3 separate regions of the Rattus norvegicus genome follow, and all the other regions are linked to region 1. Evidence: chromatin contacts called from public Hi-C data. All regions are on one chromosome and are shown on one strand. The core of a region is the stretch at or near the end of the contact, and the rest is flanking DNA. Distances in the headings are between cores, read along the strand shown.

Region 1 (3,351 bases), core at 614-3,113:
GTTCAAAGAAATGAGGTACCTCTCTCCTCAAAGATTGTAGAGACTAACACCTCAGTATACATCCTTCCAAAGGATTCAGCCAACATGAGTCTTCTAATATATAAAAATGATTTGAGTTGATAGGGATCAATGTTTAATTTTCATATCAGGGGTCAGATCTCTGTGTGTCTTTAATTGAGTTAGAGTCAAGAGTAGGTTTATAGGCAGAGGCTCCTATTCAGCTATATCCATGTATGTTTCACACATTAGTCTCTCTTACTTTCTCTTTCTTTCTTTCAGATTAACACATTAGATGGAGACAGTTGGATTTCATCCCCGACAAGTGGCTTATGTGAGTATTTTACTTATCAAAGTAGGCCTGACCTTCAGGTTCTTCCAGCATCCCTTGGTCCCTACCTGGTGCACGAAGCCCTCTATCCTGAACTTTGCAGCCTTGGAGCAGGGCTGCCCTTCCCCCAGAGGCTCTTCCCTATATAATCCAGACATTTTGTTCTCTTGTCCCTCCTCTCTTCTGACCCTCTGTGAGAACTTTCTATCTCTTCCCCCTCTCCTCTGTCTCCTGTCACAAGGCTGCTTCCCTGGCCAGTGAACTTGCATCCCCTAACAAACGCAGCTTCCCAATAAACCTGAGATAGAGATAGATAGATAGATAGATAGATAGATAGATAGATAGATAGATAGATAGATAGATAGATAGATAAGATAGATCTGTGATCTGGCTTGAATTGGCTTATTTTGCAGGTGGAGAAATAACTTATCAAAAACTTCATGTGATAAGGCAATGCCAACCCTGTCTCTCCCTTCTGCCTCGTCTCCAAGCTCAAATTTAGAAAAGAAACAAACTGTTGTAGACACTGCCCAGGATTAAGCTAAACCCAGTCACCTGGAATTAATTAAATGAATCTTCTTTGGGGGGAGAGGAGGTGGGATATGTGACAGCCTTTATTCTATTCACAAGAAAACTACAGTTTAGAACTGTCTTTGCTACTCAGACTGAGAGGGGAGACCAGAAGTGTCACTCTTGTGACACGCGTACTAGTGATTTCCTAGGTCTGAGGCACGTGGAATGTCCCAGTGTTCACTCACTACATATTCCCTGAGAGCCTTCCATGAGCGTGGCACTAAGTTTGGTTCATTTCCAAACACTACTGGGTAAAGTGTGACAAAAGAAACAGGACAAAGCTTTTGTCTATCTCTTGAAGTCCTTAAACAGAGCAGTCCAAAACGTCAAGGGCAGGAGCAGGTAAAACAGTCCTTTGCAGGCGGTGGGGTTGGGGGAGGGGCAGCTTGCTAGGTCCCAGAGTATGAGCTCAGCACGATTTTTAAAAACAAGAACCTGTCAGACTTGAGTGAAGGATCAAGAAAGCAGATCTCTATTTGCTTGTAAGAAATCAAAGCAAATAAAACAAGTAGAAACACCAGGAGCAAGTTTCCTTGAATATATAAGTTGTGAGATAATCAGGAAAGTAAGTGTAAAGTTAGAAGTTCTCAGCAGCTCAAGTTTCAACTTAGCGGCCATGGCTCGGATCCCCCAAGGGACCGTTCGTCAGCTCTTAACTCTCCAGTCACCCATAAGTGCCGGACCCGCGGCAAGCACCCAGGGACCGAAAAGGACGGGTCGGGATCACAGAAAGCGGCTTACCCATTACCGAGCAGTTAATGTGACTTCGGGGATGTCTAGGGCCCACCTGGAAAACCCAGGTACCCAGCAGGTCAGGGTAAGTGCAGTTGGCAGGAGTGTCGGAGCTCACGGTGCAGACTCCCAAAAGCACCAGCAGCAGGGCGGCGCGCAAGGAGTGGGTCCACGGACCCATGGTTGACGGCGCCCGGAGAGCAGATGGCAGAGAAAACAACAACTAGAACACTACGCGATGGGAGTCAGGCGACCCCTGTGGCTCGCGCCCTAAAATACCCAAGAGCCCGGAAACCCTGGGTCCTGGGGCGGGGTTACAGGACGCTGAGAACAGAACGAGGTGGGGGAGGAGCGGCCAGGCTGGGAGGACAGGGGCTTGGAGTGACTGAGATGTGGGGAGGGCCAGGGTGTGACTAGGTGAGGCAGCACTAGGTGGAAAGAGCTGAGTGAGATAGAATTACCTGTGGCCTGAGGAAGTTAGTGATCCTGTAGGGTGGGGACAAGCACCAGCATGAGGAAGGAGGATAGTGGCCTTTGGGGACCTCTGCCTTTCTTTCACGGGACCCTGAAGCTGAGGACTCTGTTGCTGTGTTTTGTAATGTCAGTGTGATTAAAATAGAATCTACCCTGTGCCAGGACAAGGTTGACAAGAGGCTTAAGTCTACGGAGGCTAATTCTCTTTCCCTTGGTTTTGGCCGCTTTCCTGCATTTCTGACTCCTGTGGGAAAAGTTTACTAGCTAACCTGAGCCACTCGTTTGAGAATTTCTGTTCTATTTCACAACTCTACCTTCCTATCTTCAGGGTTTTGTTTCGCCTCCTGTCTGTCTACTTACCAGAAGATTTCAATTGTAGTGCATATTTACAGGTTTGGTGAATCCGTTTTTTTTCCCCCTCTCTGGAACTTTATAGGATTTAGTTGAATGGGGGTGAGGGGGGTGACAGGGGATGATGACATTGTTCAAGCCTTCTGTTTTCGGAATGAAAGCAAGAGGTAGAGAAAGAGGAAGTAACTTGCTCAGAAAGATGGTCTTCTGAGCTCGGTGTCAGGCTTTCCCCAGGGTGAGTTCCTGTGAGCATGGTTGCACCTTTCCTCCTCTGTGGGGTCTTGCCCGCATTTGTTAAGTAGCAGTCATTAGGGAAGCCTCCTCCTCTGGGGAGAGCTGTTCTGAGTTGCCTGGCTGTTGTTGGCTGGGATCATGTTCTTGCTGAGCTAATTTGAGAATACAGAGATGAACCAGGCAGACTTGATGAGCCTCTTTGCCTTACTATGTTTATGCACTTTTTTAAACCTCATCCTACAGATCACAGGTATTTACACGCAGGCCTTTTTTTTTCTTTCTACTGAGTACAAGCAGTCTGAGGAAGCAATGTGTTTGAAGAGCAAACCACTTCTGTCTCTAAATTCTGATTTAAAAGCACTCAGACTTCTAAGCCAGAAGGCACACTTTGATAGGGGTCCTTCTTGATAACTAAGGGGCTAGAGTGTTCTTTCATATGAAATTAGGCTACAAGAGCTAAATATGGAGGCGCTGACACCTTTTAGATCTTATAAGCCTTTATAGGATTAAGAACTGACATTGTATAATTAAGCTAGCATTTTTAAAAGTCCCATTACAGACTACCATCACTTTCCTAAATTTCTACAGTCTGTCATTCTTGAAACATTAAACATTTTACTAAATGATCTATATTGTAGATGTAAATGTGGGATCTGAGA
Region 2 (3,477 bases), core at 96-2,595, 150 kb after region 1:
CTGTGTATCGTGAAAGAGAGCCAGGCTATAGCTCACAAATTATTATTACAAAGAGAATTTCCAGCTACACAATGCACCCCAGTGAGGGAATTAAAAAACAGTGTTCCAGAAAATATTTTTTTTTTGCTACTCCAGTATTGATTGGCAACATGGTGAAATAGTCCAGAAATCTTGCACTGGTTTTCTTGGTTAATGGTATCCAGGATGCAGGCTTTCAGAAGTGTATCTCCCAGCCTGTTTGGAAAGTCTCTGCTAGAAATTCTCTGTACATTAACACAACACTCACTACCCGTTTGTGTTACTCAGTAGACTCACAAGCTGAGAAAGTACTGGGCACTAGTGACTATTAGCTTCTCAAGGTCTACTACATGGAGGGACCAGGGAAGGAAGGAAAAAAAAAGGAGAAAAAACAGGTTGACTTTTGGTCCCAGATTTTTCGAGTTAGTTAGAAAATGTACATTCAATGTTTGGTGACTCAAAGACTCTTCTGGGAAAATGAAGTAAACAAACGAGACTATGCACAGTTGCTTATTAACTCTACTTTTCACTGTTCAGGATGTTGCTTCATACTGTTGCTGCCTCAGAGCAAAGCACTTGGTACTGAAACTGTTTAACCCACTCCTGGTCAGCACTCCAAATATAGAAGCAGTGTTTCTTAAAAGCCCATGTTTTCTAAGGCCACTAGAAGATAATCTGCCAGAAGATGTGTAGTTGGTGTCGTCATCGGCCGTCATGAAATAGCACTGTTGATCTCATGTCTCCACCGTGTGTGTCCTTGGCATTTTTCACCTCGGGTTCTCTGTTGGGGTGACTATGGGTGTCGCTGCGCCCATCTGTGAACACCGAGGTCTGCTGCTCAGGCCTATCTCAGGGAAGTTTCCAGTGGCTCACAACGATGAAGAACTCTGCGTGTAATCTCTGATGATGAGAGTGTCATATTTGGGAGAGGATGGGATGCAGAGGGCCGATTCTGAGACTGGAGAGTTTGGGGTGGTGCTCCCCGAGTCCACCGAGTCCCTGAAGGGCGATGGTGGAGTGAGGGCCACAAGCTCCTCCAGATCTGGTTTGCCCGGGGCGGATTCAGCTCCTGTGGGCGTCTCCTGGGCAGGTGATACCCCTGTCGCCCCCTGAGCTCCTCCGGTCACCTCGATGGCCGGCAGCGGCTGGATCTCTGCGAAGGTCGTCATGGTCGTGGGCAGCTGAATCTCTTTGGGGATCAGGTAGGAGGAGCAGATTGGAGTACCAGGGGGCCCCGGCGTGGCCGCGGTGGACAACATCATGGAGTTGAGCTCGGAGATGTTGGCTGTGAAGCGCGTCACTACGCTGCTGATCTGCTCCATGAGCGAGCCCTGGGACGAGCTGCTGCGAGCAGCTGTCTCAGAGTGCAGCGACGGCGCATCATCATCTGTGCGGCCCGCCGAGCCTGCGAGGTGGCTCAACGTGCTGATGGGCGATGGCGAGCGCGGCCTGGCAGCCGCGGGGAAGCTCTCCTCTGCCTCCGCCACATCATAAAGCGCTTTGGGACCGGCGTCCGGTGGCTCCGGGCCACCTGTTGCTGTGCATCCTGCGTTACCAGCACCAGCTACACCGGGACCCGAGCCACCACCTGCCGCTGCACCAGGCCCCCGGTTCTCTGTGCTCTTGGGAAAGGGTTTGATGACCGCCGTTTGGTTGGGGTTCTCCTTCTTGTTGATGTGGACAGACAGTCGCTGCCACAAATGTTGCCCCCGGGTACTCTTCTCATTCTGGGCCCAAGTCACAGATTTTCCGTTGGAGCTGTGGAGAGAAAAGAGCAGAGAGGTGACTCAGCATGTGCTTCAGTAGCCTTCCATGTAGCTTCCCCAATGGTGGGAGGTGATGGGAACTTGATCAGGAAGGTCATTCTGTCATCCTAGAAGGAATGAGCCACCAGGACAGGTGGTCATTTGTGCTATTACAGCAAGGGGATCAAGTATTAGGACGAAGGACCATTTGTCAGTATTCTGCAGTCATTTAGACCTCACCATGAGCACAGCTATGCTTGGTTCTGCCAACGCAAATTTGGAGGTTGGTCCCATCGCGTTGTGTATAGAAAAGCTTGGCACAGAGCCGCAGGTTTCTTAGGTCTAGCAGCATCCAGATGGAAATGTTAATTAAACCAAGACCTCAACTCACCAGCAGTTATGGGAGAGGGAGGGAGAGGTGAAAGATTCAAGATTACCAGGTAGCAGTCAGTAGCTCCAGATCAGCTTTTATTCTGCAGATGGGCACATATACTTAGGGATTGCTGGGTGAACTCCTGATTTTGAACCTGGTTTTATTTAGTCTGCCTTATCTGCTGGAAAATACGAATTTCATGAACACACACACACACACACACACACACACACACACATTTCTAATTATTAAAAATTTCTACACCACAGGAGTTCTTATAACTTTGATTTTAGGTCTGCGACTTGAGTAATAATTCCACCAGAAAAACTGTCATGTATTGCCTTGAACACCTCGAACAGCAATCTAGAATTAGGGCCTTGATAAGTGTTGCCTTACTGACAGACATTCTGAAGGCCTTCAAGCTTTCTTCTCCCAGGCAGCCGGTGTGCTCTGAAGGCTACTCTGGTGAGGATATATATTATGCCTCAACTTCAGAATCTGCCTTCTTCTTTATGCCAGAATGGCTGGTAACCACCAGAACATAGATGCTCCAGTCAGAAACATTACGGTGGTCAGAGGATAATACCTGTCTTGCAGGGATAGCTCATGGAGGGATCTTTTTGTGAATCCCCATGAAGATTAATTGAAGATGAGAGGGTGCCTGCTACCTTTGGCCTAGCCAGTATCATTCTACCCAGTATAAACAAGACATTAAAGAATGAAAACCTCTCTCAAGCAGTGGTTATTTATTTTTTTTTTCCGGAGCTGGGGACCGAACCCAGGGCCTTGCGCTTCCTAGGTAAGCGCTCTACCACTGAGCTAAATCCCCAGCCCCTCAAGCAGTGGTTATTAACCTTAGTTTGCATAACTAAAGTTAATTGTTTATAAGACTCATTCAAGGAATATATCCCAAATATCACATGTGTCCTCAGAAGATTCCAATACTCTGAACTGGGGCTGAAGTATCAAAGCATTTTTTTTTTTTAACTAAGAATTTCATTCTGGTCCTTTCTCATTAAAGTAACTCTGCAGCATGTGTTTCAGAATCTCAGAACTTCTGGTGAGAAGTTGTTCTTTTTATTTGTTTTTTTGTTTTGTTTTTCTTGTTTTCACTTTCTTTCTTTCTTCCTTTCTTTCTTTCTTTCTTTCTTTCTTTCTTTCTCTCTTTCTTTCTTTTTCTTTCTTTCTGTTCCATTTGCTCCACTGGTCTCCTTGTTGGAGAACATGCCTGAGTTTGTCAGGCAGAGGCCGAAATCCACCCATTCTGAGGTTTCCTGCTTGCATCTACCAGGCTACCTGAGCTAAGTCATGCTGCTGACAACCGATCATCCTTTCCGCAGC
Region 3 (3,092 bases), core at 163-2,662, 150 kb before region 1:
TGGATCATGGGGAATTCATTGGAGTTTAAAACTCCAAAGTGAGAAGATTCTTGAGCTATCACTGCCTAGCCATTTGCAACTCAAAATGCTACTGGTCTGGTGAGTTAGCATCTGGAATAAGAAGCTAGGCATACCCAGGTTACAAGCAGCCAAGTAGGACCCAGTCTTGAGAACAAACTGCAGCCTGCCTCAGTTTTCATTGTGCCTAGGAGCTGGTATAAACTGTTGGTCAAATTCTGATCTCATTTTAGTTTTCTCAAAAACTACACCAAGATCAAATCAAGAAATCTTAAAGCAGATGACATTAACATCATCAAAACCCCCTACCCTTGCCTCTGGGGAGGCAGAGGCAAGTGGATCTTTGTGAGTTCAAGGTCAACTTTATCTAGATTAGCAGAGTTGAATGACAGGATTCTGTCTCAGTTTAAAAAAAAAAGTTGTCCTAAAACACAAACACGGTCTCCTTTTTGAGACAGTGTGTGAAGAGGATAGAGGGAGATGGAAGAGAGATAGGGAAGAGGGGAGCGGTGTGGGAAGGGATAGTTCATTCTAGATTTATACAAATTCAGCATCTCAACCTGACTAAAGAAGTCAAGAAGGAGTGAGGTGATAGTAGTGAGATTTGGAAGAAACTAAATTCCTAAAAACCGAGAAAGGGCAAACAGGAAAGAGCAGGAGACAACCCTGCTCCTTCTTAAGTTTCCTAGGGGCTTCCCCTCTAAACTCGAAGGATGAAAGCCACGTGAGACATTCTGGGCCAAGTCAGGGCTCCCTAAGGCCAGAAAAAGACTAGAATGAAAACAGAATGCGTCTACAGTCTCCTTGTGAATCCGGGCCACAGTCTGCTCTGCACCCAAGAATTCCAGGGGAAAGTGAAGTAACCAGCTCAAGCCATTGCAGCTAGAGTTGGGCCCACTCCAACAGAAACAACAACAAAGAAACAAGAAAACACTTTCATTTCTTTGAAATCAGGTTTCCAAGTCAATAAGCCAAAGTTTCCTAGAGTGAAGCGCTCTGAAGATCTGGATGTCCTGTTTGATTGCACTCTAGGGTCCCAGGACTCTGCTTTCAAGTCACTCTCCATTCCCGGAACCTTCACCACCCCCCAACCTCTCACTGTCCCATTCCACCCTCACCCCCTTGCGCGCTGCTCTGAGTGCTCACCTGCGATGTCCCAGAGCTGCAGGCGCACCACCGTCTCTGGGTCCCAGTGGAGCACCTTCAGCGCGAAGTCCACACCAATGGTGGCCCGGTAGTGGGAGGAGAAGTTTTGGTGCACGTAGCGCTTGATGATGCTGGTCTTGCCTACACCTAGGTCGCCGATTACCAGCAGCTTATACAGGTGCTCCTTGTGCGGTGTCTGCATCCTGGAGGCCCGCGGGTCTTGCGGAGCCTGGAGCTTGCCCTGGGAAGCACAGCCGGGGCACGGCACAGGACGGAGACTGGAGCTCTATGTGGGCGCTAAGGCTAGGCGTGCTGGCACAGGCTAGGGAGCTGGGGCGGAACTCCTCCCCCGGGTTTAATCCTTCCTACTCCGCGGTCTCCAAAGTGGGAGGAGACAGGAGCAACTCCTGGGACTGGAAACCAAAGGACCCGGGACCTCCGTGCCTGTTCCAGTTCTTATTTGCACGGTGCTTTACACTTTCGCAAAGATTTTTCTCTCGCCTTCCGTCCATGACACAAACTTGTAAGGTGTGGGTTTTGTTTTCCACGTTCTGCCTGGGAGAGAACTGAGAGTTGAAAAGTATACAGGTCTTCTGAGGCTAAGGGGCCCTGTTGCCACCCACAGTGTTGTGAGGTTGGGGAGGCCAAAGCAGCAGGTGCTATGGCCCCTATTGTTGAATGACATTAGACAAACCCTTTGAGCTCCTTTTGCTTGGGCTATATAAAACAGTACTGCTGATCTCTTAGCACCTTTTCACCTATTCAACTGTTAATGACTTTAAGTAGAGGCCACCAGAGGTGAAAAGCAAAGAGCTTGCTGCCTCCACCCTTATCCTAAACCCTCCAATCTAGACTGAGCGATACACACGTGGTTTTACTATAAGTAACAGCAGATATTTATAAATTTTCCCATAATGCACCACTTTGTCATCCTGGAAGTCTTAAAACTAAGTATCATTATTCTTCCTCTTTTACAATAAGGAGTCCCAAGAACCGGATATACCTTAGAAATGTAAAGAAAGTGCCTGCTTAAAATCCAGGTCCTGCTGGATTCAACACCTGCTTTCTTATTCATTCACTTAATCATTCGTTCATAGGTAGCTGACCTATGCAGATACCTGTGTGCTTGTGGGGATATAAAAATAATCAGAGATCTCCAGCGGAATAAATGCACACATATAAGAAAGGTAGTATGGAAAGTCTGTATGTGGTTGACTGTTTACTTAGGGAAACCAGAGAAAGTCTCCCTTGGCAGGTGGGAATTTCCGGGGGAACTTAAGGCTGTGAGGGAAGGAGGGAGCAGATATTTGGGATCAGTATTCTACTTCAAAATGGGTTATTTTTACCCGGTGTGCTCAGAAAAACACTCATTCCATGCAGTCTTATTTCGTCTTTATATTTCTTTATGAAGCATCAACAAAATCAGACCCTTGCCAGATCCCAAACCACACCCCTGTAGGTAGGAAAAAGAAAAAAATCTTTGTGCCTGAAGATCTGATGGAAGAAACTAGCAGATAAGGAGAAAATTGAGACCCAGAGTGGCTCAGCCCTCACTATTATAGGTGTCCCAACATTTTTGCAGGCCCTAGCCTGTTTCCCAGGCCAGAAACTAGCTGTGTCATCTTGACTTTAATTTGGTCTTTCCTGTTATTGGAACATCAGACATCCAAATATGGTTTACGGTAGGCAAGATAAGACTCAGGGTTTCTAGGGTTAATGTTTATAAAAATGGGGGGGTGGAGACTCTTTAAGCAAAAGAACACCCAAATTAAAACTTAAAATGTATGTCTAGGGCCATGGAAGGAGTCCTAACATGTCTGTTCTGTGGCCTCTCTGAAGCAGTAGATGACCCTCTCAGGGACAGGACCTGCCCAGAGTTAGCAGACACTCTGACTAGGCAGGAATTATGTACAATTTGTTTCCATAGG

The links. Hi-C and Micro-C count contacts between places; a contact is called where the count stands out from the background.
Region 2: a Hi-C map of liver shows a contact between it and region 1, with 2.3 times the contacts expected there. The contact joins the enhancer-like site here to the promoter of Ctsc in region 1. A contact is called at or near these places in 2 of 12 Hi-C or Micro-C datasets (liver and mammary epithelial cells).
Region 3: a Hi-C map of Schwann cells shows a contact between it and region 1, with 2.6 times the contacts expected there. The contact joins the promoter of Rab38 here to the promoter of Ctsc in region 1. A contact is called at or near these places in 2 of 12 Hi-C or Micro-C datasets (Schwann cells and mammary epithelial cells).

What each region holds. Positions count from the first base shown.
Region 1 is chr1:151,439,561-151,442,911 of GRCr8, reverse strand. Ctsc (cathepsin C) reads right to left here and starts at 1,863. Exons shown (of 7, transcript NM_017097.2): 1 at 1,643-1,863. The coding sequence starts at 1,814. It overlaps LOC102554680 (a long non-coding RNA gene), which reads left to right and starts at 2,293. Exons shown (of 3, transcript XR_005499289.2): 1 at 2,293-3,351.
Region 2 is chr1:151,290,834-151,294,310 of GRCr8, reverse strand. Grm5 (glutamate metabotropic receptor 5) reads right to left here. Exons shown (of 9, transcript NM_017012.2): 9 at 752-1,776. The coding sequence ends at 888. Among named protein-coding and RNA genes, the nearest start is that of Ctsc, 150 kb to the left of the region's middle. Within about 2 kb of position 1,345, at least 2 of the 93 cell types and tissues checked have an H3K27ac peak or open chromatin away from gene starts, as enhancers often do. A contact at or near this core is called in liver, where this site is marked.
Region 3 is chr1:151,593,473-151,596,564 of GRCr8, reverse strand. Rab38 (RAB38, member RAS oncogene family) reads right to left here and starts at 1,412. Exons shown (of 3, transcript NM_145774.3): 1 at 1,165-1,412. The coding sequence starts at 1,366.